2 separate regions of the Xenopus laevis genome follow, and region 2 is linked to region 1. The links are chromatin contacts, called in public Hi-C maps. All regions are on one chromosome and are shown on one strand. The core of a region is the stretch at or near the end of the contact, and the rest is flanking DNA. Distances in the headings are between cores, read along the strand shown. Region 1 overlaps prx.L (neuroblast differentiation-associated protein AHNAK). Region 2 overlaps coq8b.L (acoenzyme Q8B L homeolog).

The links. A called contact is a pair of places that touch in the nucleus more often than the background predicts.
Region 2: a Hi-C map of the XTC cell line shows a contact between it and region 1, with 2.7 times the contacts expected there. The contact joins two enhancer-like sites. A contact is called at or near these places in 2 of 4 Hi-C or Micro-C datasets (the XTC cell line and animal cap).

What each region holds. Positions count from the first base shown.
Region 1 is chr8L:69,882,009-69,885,134 of Xenopus_laevis_v10.1, forward strand. It overlaps prx.L (neuroblast differentiation-associated protein AHNAK), which reads left to right. Exons shown (of 7, transcript XM_018230236.2): 7 at 1-294. LOC108698619 (numb-like protein) reads right to left here. Exons shown (of 10, transcript XM_018230238.2): 10 at 2,736-3,126. Among protein-coding and RNA genes, the nearest start is that of prx.L, 24 kb to the left of the region's middle. Within about 2 kb of position 1,458, at least 1 of the 7 cell types and tissues checked has an H3K27ac peak or open chromatin away from gene starts, as enhancers often do.
Region 2 is chr8L:69,957,944-69,961,069 of Xenopus_laevis_v10.1, forward strand. It overlaps coq8b.L (acoenzyme Q8B L homeolog), which reads right to left. Exons shown (of 15, transcript NM_001093990.1): 7 at 299-384. Among protein-coding and RNA genes, the nearest start is that of coq8b.L, 11 kb to the right of the region's middle. Within about 2 kb of position 1,633, at least 1 of the 7 cell types and tissues checked has an H3K27ac peak or open chromatin away from gene starts, as enhancers often do.

The sequences.
Region 1 (3,126 bases), core at 208-2,707:
TATTCTATCTGTGTATGTATGCCACTGCTATATAACAGCTTCCATACTATGTAAACAGAGAATTACTACAAGATGTATATTGTATTTTTGTAATAGCTTTATTGTTAGTTATTAAAAATTCAAGCAAGTTTTTCTTTGAAGTGCTCTTTTGAAACAGACATCTCATTGTAAATTACTGACTAACCGCTTTCCTGGATTTATTTTGTTCTTTTTTTTGTAATTTACATTTTGACATAATAATCAGAAATGTAATAAAAATGTTTATTAAACTTTCAAATGAAAATACTACCAGTATGTCAGATGTCTGTCTATTTTATTAAAAAAAAAAACCCTAGAACTGTAGAAAGGATTGTATATAAAAGAATAGAATTTTGCAGTATTTTGGAGATCAGAATGCTCATATATATATAATATCTCGATGGTTTCATGTCATCTGGAGAGCTGGAGTTTACACTACAGTAAAAAAATCACATCAGTTTAAAGGGCTTTTTTATTTTATAGGAAGAAGATGAAAAGGACAGTGGAAAGTATAAATGCTGAATAACAGAAGAGATGTTTAAAGTAAAGTAAAGGGTGGCCATAACCCAATAGATTCTAGACTACTTGACTTTAAGCCTCTTTTTGTGCTCCATCTATTACAGTTTATTGAGTTAATAAGAGATCACATCACATCCCTACTGGGCTTCAGTCTGGACTACTGAGACACTACATAGCACAGCAATTCTTTGACATACAGTAACTACAGGGAAAGAAGATCTGCAGAGGAACCTAGTGAGATAGAAGGCTCCATAAGATTCTTCAATTTCCCACACCTAAACTGCACTTGAAGGTCCCAAACACCCTGTGCAGCATATGACCTCCCTGCAGGTGCAGTGGTGGGAAGGCAGGACCACTTGGTACCTAGTGAACATTCATCCACTGAGACATAATGGTAAGGCCTCCCGCCTGTAAATCAGATCCCATCTTGTAAGATCGTCCCCTTAGTTCGGGAACCGATAATTTAACAGATTAAGCATGTCAATATCTAGAGAGAGGATAAGAGTGAAGAAAGTGATGGCAGAGAGAAGGAGCATTCTTTAATAAATAAATGTCAGGTGTCAGCTTCAAGTCTATCCTGAAAATACATTTTTACTCTATCCTATTCAGTTCAGTAGAGTTAAAGTAGTGGAGTTTAACATGAGAAAATATTTTTAAGTAGCACGACTGTTTTTCTGCAGAATGTATTAATACAAGTTGTAATACCTATTTCTTATGCCTGAAAACTATCAATTCAGTGTCACTTGGCCAGTAAGAAAATATGATTGGGACCAGTGTTATTAATAGGCAAACAAATAGTTGGTACGTATGTTTGTTATTGAATAGGAAGTTTCTCATAATAATTCAAGACCATTGTGGAGGTGAGGCCTATGGATTATGCTGTAGAATGCTACTGACAATTATAATGAAGGAAGGTCTTCTAATCCCATCTAGTGAAGTAGTTCCAGTATTACAGGCTGCTCTCTTACTTGCCATAATTTCCCTTTGCATTCTATGTTTCACAGCACTTGGTGCTAAAATATATAGTATTTAATGCCATAATGTTGTGCCAGTATTCCCATTGTACTCAGGTGTAAGCTGCATCATGCAGAATGCTAAGGTACAAGTCAATCCTGTACCTAACACCAGCTACCTTTGGGGCAAATTTACTATCCTCCGAAAATTCGCCAGCGATGGCTTCGCTCACATCGCAACACTTTGCCAGGCGTAGATTCACCAGGATAATGCTAATTCCCTAAAATCCTAAGTTGTGTCCAGGGCGTTGAACGATGGCGAAGTAGCTCTAGCGTTACTGTGGCAAGCAAAGCAAGGTTGCGCTAGCGTTGCCTAATTTGCATACGGCGGGAAGTTAAAGTTCAATAGACGTATATGTTGCAGCCAATACATTACACTACACAAGCCTGGGAAACCTTAATAAAATAGAGTTGTTGTATTGCCCTACACATGATCCCAGTGTATAGTTTATGTGCCATATGTAAGGAAATGTAGGGGGGAAGCCGAGTACCCCAGAAGTAATTTACGATCTTTTGCAGCCTATCACCCTGAATAATGAAAAGTCGCCAGCGTTTTTTGGGACTTTTCAACTATTTTTTGAGGAAGTCCGATCTACTATTTTGCACTTAGCCTGGTCTAAGGTGGCGAAGGCAAGTCTGGCGCAAGAGGTAACGTTCAGTAAAATCCGCATCTTAGTGAATTTTCGTAGTTACGTCCATTCACCAGAGCTCAACTTCGCCAGGCATAAGGGAGCGAAGTACCGCTTGAGTCTCTCTTTCGATAGCAAAGTTATGCCAGCGACCGTTAGTAAATCAGCGAAGTAACGAAATGACATCATGCTGGTGAATTTTCGCTAGCGTTAGTCACTTTGCCCTTATGTGTGCTAAATTTATGCCAAAAAGTAAATTGAATTAAAGGATGTGTAAAATACATAGGCCTCAGGATTGCCCTGTACAATTATTATTATTACTTTTATAATCTGCTCAATGTTTGCTTTTGGGGGAATTTCTAGGCCACACATTTATATGTTAAAAAATGGTTTACAATAAATTGATCTACAATCCTATCAAATTATTGGACTGAATAATTGTTTATTTGACCGTGGCTAATGCAGACATCCTTCTAAAGGGCTGTAAAGAGTTAACACGTCCCTTGATGTCAGTGAAAGCATTCCTAAGCGTTAAACATATGGGTGCACACACAACCGGGTTCTATATATTTATTTGATTTATTTACCTTTTTTCACAATGTTATTATACAAATACAGGAGTTTGTTTTAAGAGATACAAAATCTGGAAAGCAAAGTACAAATTTCTTCCTCTAGACCACTTCGGAACCTAAATTTAGAGGGGACAAAATGTTGTACAAAACAAGTTTAAAACCCAGCAGATTAAAAAAAAAAAGGAAAACAAAATAAATTTGAGAGGTAAATTGCAGCAGTTATTACTACAGTATTTTTTAATAGTAAAACCTTGTCATTGTTTTGGTTGGAAAGGTTCCCAAAAAAACCCAGCATAATAACTGTTCCTGCAGGCTTATTCTATGTGGTAGGGGATTGTGGCAAATTGTTGTTCTTGGTGATAGAGTTTGGTAAAG
Region 2 (3,126 bases), core at 383-2,882, 76 kb after region 1:
GCACCTGACACCCTAATTGGGTGCATAACAAAGGGTTTTGAGCACTCCACAACTGCTAAGTATGTCCCTTCTCAACCTGTCAGAGCTTCTAATGCTAATGGACTACTGCTGCACAAATATGAGGCCTCCTCAGAGGAACATGGGGAATCAGATAGGTAATGTAAAAGCATCAGGCAAATACTTTTATGGCAACATTTTAAATACCATGCAAAGACAAACGTTTTCATTTCTGATGTCAGTATATCTTTAATTCCTTTCCCTCTCCTACGTCAAAATTATATTGCATGTGGAAACTTACAGTCATTTGCCAGGCTGGCATAAAGTCTGCACTTTGTCTGACTCGTTCAAAGATTTTCTGTAGCTGTGGACTAATAAAGTTGTTATCTGTAGGAATAAAACAAACAATTATTTTAGAAAACTATACAGTATTTTCAGGATATTTACCAAAAAAAAAATATTTGGCAATTGCCTGTTTATTAACTTCTTTCATCTTTTATTTACAGACCAGGCAAAAGGATAAAAAAAGAATGCCTGCCTCTATAACTACTTTGGCTAATCATCAAAATGTACAACATTCTGTGTAAAAAGTGGAGTGAAGCATTACTGGTGATGTTGCCCAGAGCAACAAATCAGCAATTAGATTTCAACAGTTAGAAACCAAAAGCAAAGATCTTATTGGTTGCTATGAGCAACATCGCTGGTATATATATATATATATATATATATATATATATATATATATATATATATATATATATATATATATATATATATATATATATATAATGCAATGATGTTATATGCATGTGCATCATATAACATGCACTACAACGCATGTGATTTACCTCATTACCTGCCCATGCGGGCTTTCATATGTGGGCAAGACGGATTTAATGTTGCGACTTCGCATCGATGCGCATAGATCAGCAATCAATCGGCCTTTAGAGATCAAAAAAACACTAAACCAGTGGCTAAACATTTTCTAGAGATGGGCCATAGGGTCCCAACATTAAAATTTATCGCAATTGACCATATTCCGATGCCCAGAAGGGGTGGCGATAGATCTCGTCTCCTCCTACAACGCGAAACCTTTTGGATAAAAAGTTAGATACCCTCTCTCCCAAAGGTCTGAATGAGTATTGCACATACAGCTGCTTTTTGGCTAAAAGATAATATGTTTTTATTCTATTTTCTATTTATTCTACTCATTATTGCACTGAGTTCATTTTTTGTAAAATTAAGCCCTTATTAACATAATTGAGTGTGATGTCAGCAACAAGGCGGGATTTGTTAAACCTTTATATTTGCCACTTTCATTGCCTGTTTTTTAAATGAGTTAATGCATCTTGACAAAGGTCCCAGACCATGGACCGAAACGTTGATGCTTTTATTATGTATCACATAAGATAAATAAAAGTTGAATTTTACTGAACCGGAGTGCGTGCCGCTACAGCCTTTCTTCTATGACACAACATTGACACAGCACCCGGAAGCTGAACATCGGAGTTGAATATCAAAGTATAGCGTGTGCGGACGCCGACGGCATTGGATACACGTATTTGGTTGGAATACTGCGCCCAGCACCGCTACTGTCTGTAATACACGCATTGCTTGTTATAAATGGAGGACTTCGCTGATCGTGCAGGCTTGAACGCTGACTATGCGAAAACATGGCATGTGTCTGAAGCGGATGCCGATCGAGTATTATGGACTAACACACAAGGGGATCTCCCCTCTACTATCACGGTCAAAGACATCAGCAAGGAACTTACGCGTCTTAAGCAGCGAGTTGTGGATCTTGACCTACACGGCCTTTTCTTGTCAGACTATTACCGGGCAAAGAAAATCCTGCGGGGCTTCCGTATCCGCAATGCACCGACGGTCGGTCGTTTGAACCCGGATTTTTGCAAGAAATGGACCGGCGTCCTTAACCGCTGCTCACTAGATCTAATTGTATTAGTGATTGAAGAGGTTTCACATGAATTGACAAAAGCACGCAAAGAGTTAACAGCTTTTGAAAATGATAATCAAGCCTTGATTCAAGCGGATACCTCCTTTGACATTATCACTGCCTGTGAAAAGCAGGTTGCGCAATACAAATCGGAACTTTTGCAGTTTAAGAGGGATAAATTAAAAAAGGTCAATGACGACTATACTAATCACAGAGTGTACCGTTGGCTCAGCGGTGAAAAATCACCACCATATCTCCCCTACACACGTAAATGGAGAGAACGCCGCCCACGCCCGAAGACACTTCAAACGGTGGACACCAGCTCGGGAGACTCGGACCCAGATGAGAATGCTGGACCTGGTAATACACAACAAGAGAATGCAGCAGATAGACCGGAGGGCACGCATGGTGATTTTTTAGACAGAGGTCCGATCAATTCCAGACCACCTTTACCCCCAACAGGAGGTCGAGGAAAAGATACCCCACTCGGAGGGGCAAGAAGGGGAAGGTCACGGAAACAATGAACACCCCTGTATTCAACCTATCGGCCCACTCTTTGACTGAAGCCGAATCTGCAGTCCTACGTAAAGGTTTGACTTTTGTTCCCACTACCAGATTTGAAAGATTCAAATGGGATGTTGACTTTTTTCGTTTTATTCGCAAATTAAACTTAAGGGAACACTTTGGTACAACTAATGTAGATAATCAGGGGTTTGATGATCAATTGAAACTTAAAAGTAACTTCTGCCCCCCTACACAAAATGTAGCCATTAAATTGTTTAAAAAAGCGATAGACAGGGAGGTTGATACATTGTGTACTAAACAGGACAGACCCCATCAGAATTTATCTAAAGGTGAATTGGAAGCAATTGACACATTACGTAGTGACAAATCCTTGGTAATACGCCCTGCTGATAAGGGGGGAGGCATAGTCTTGCTTAATTATTGTGACTACCGAATGGAAATATTGTCACAATTGTCAGATGTTTTGATATACAAAAAATTACAGGGTGACCCAGTCTGGACATTTAAGGCCAGAATAGACAAATTGCTACAATTGGCCCTCACCAGTGGATGGATCAACCAAAAATCGTTTGATTATTTGAAACAAGATCATCCAATTTGCCCTATTTTGTATTCTCTCCCAAAAATTCACAAGAGCTTGACGACCCCCC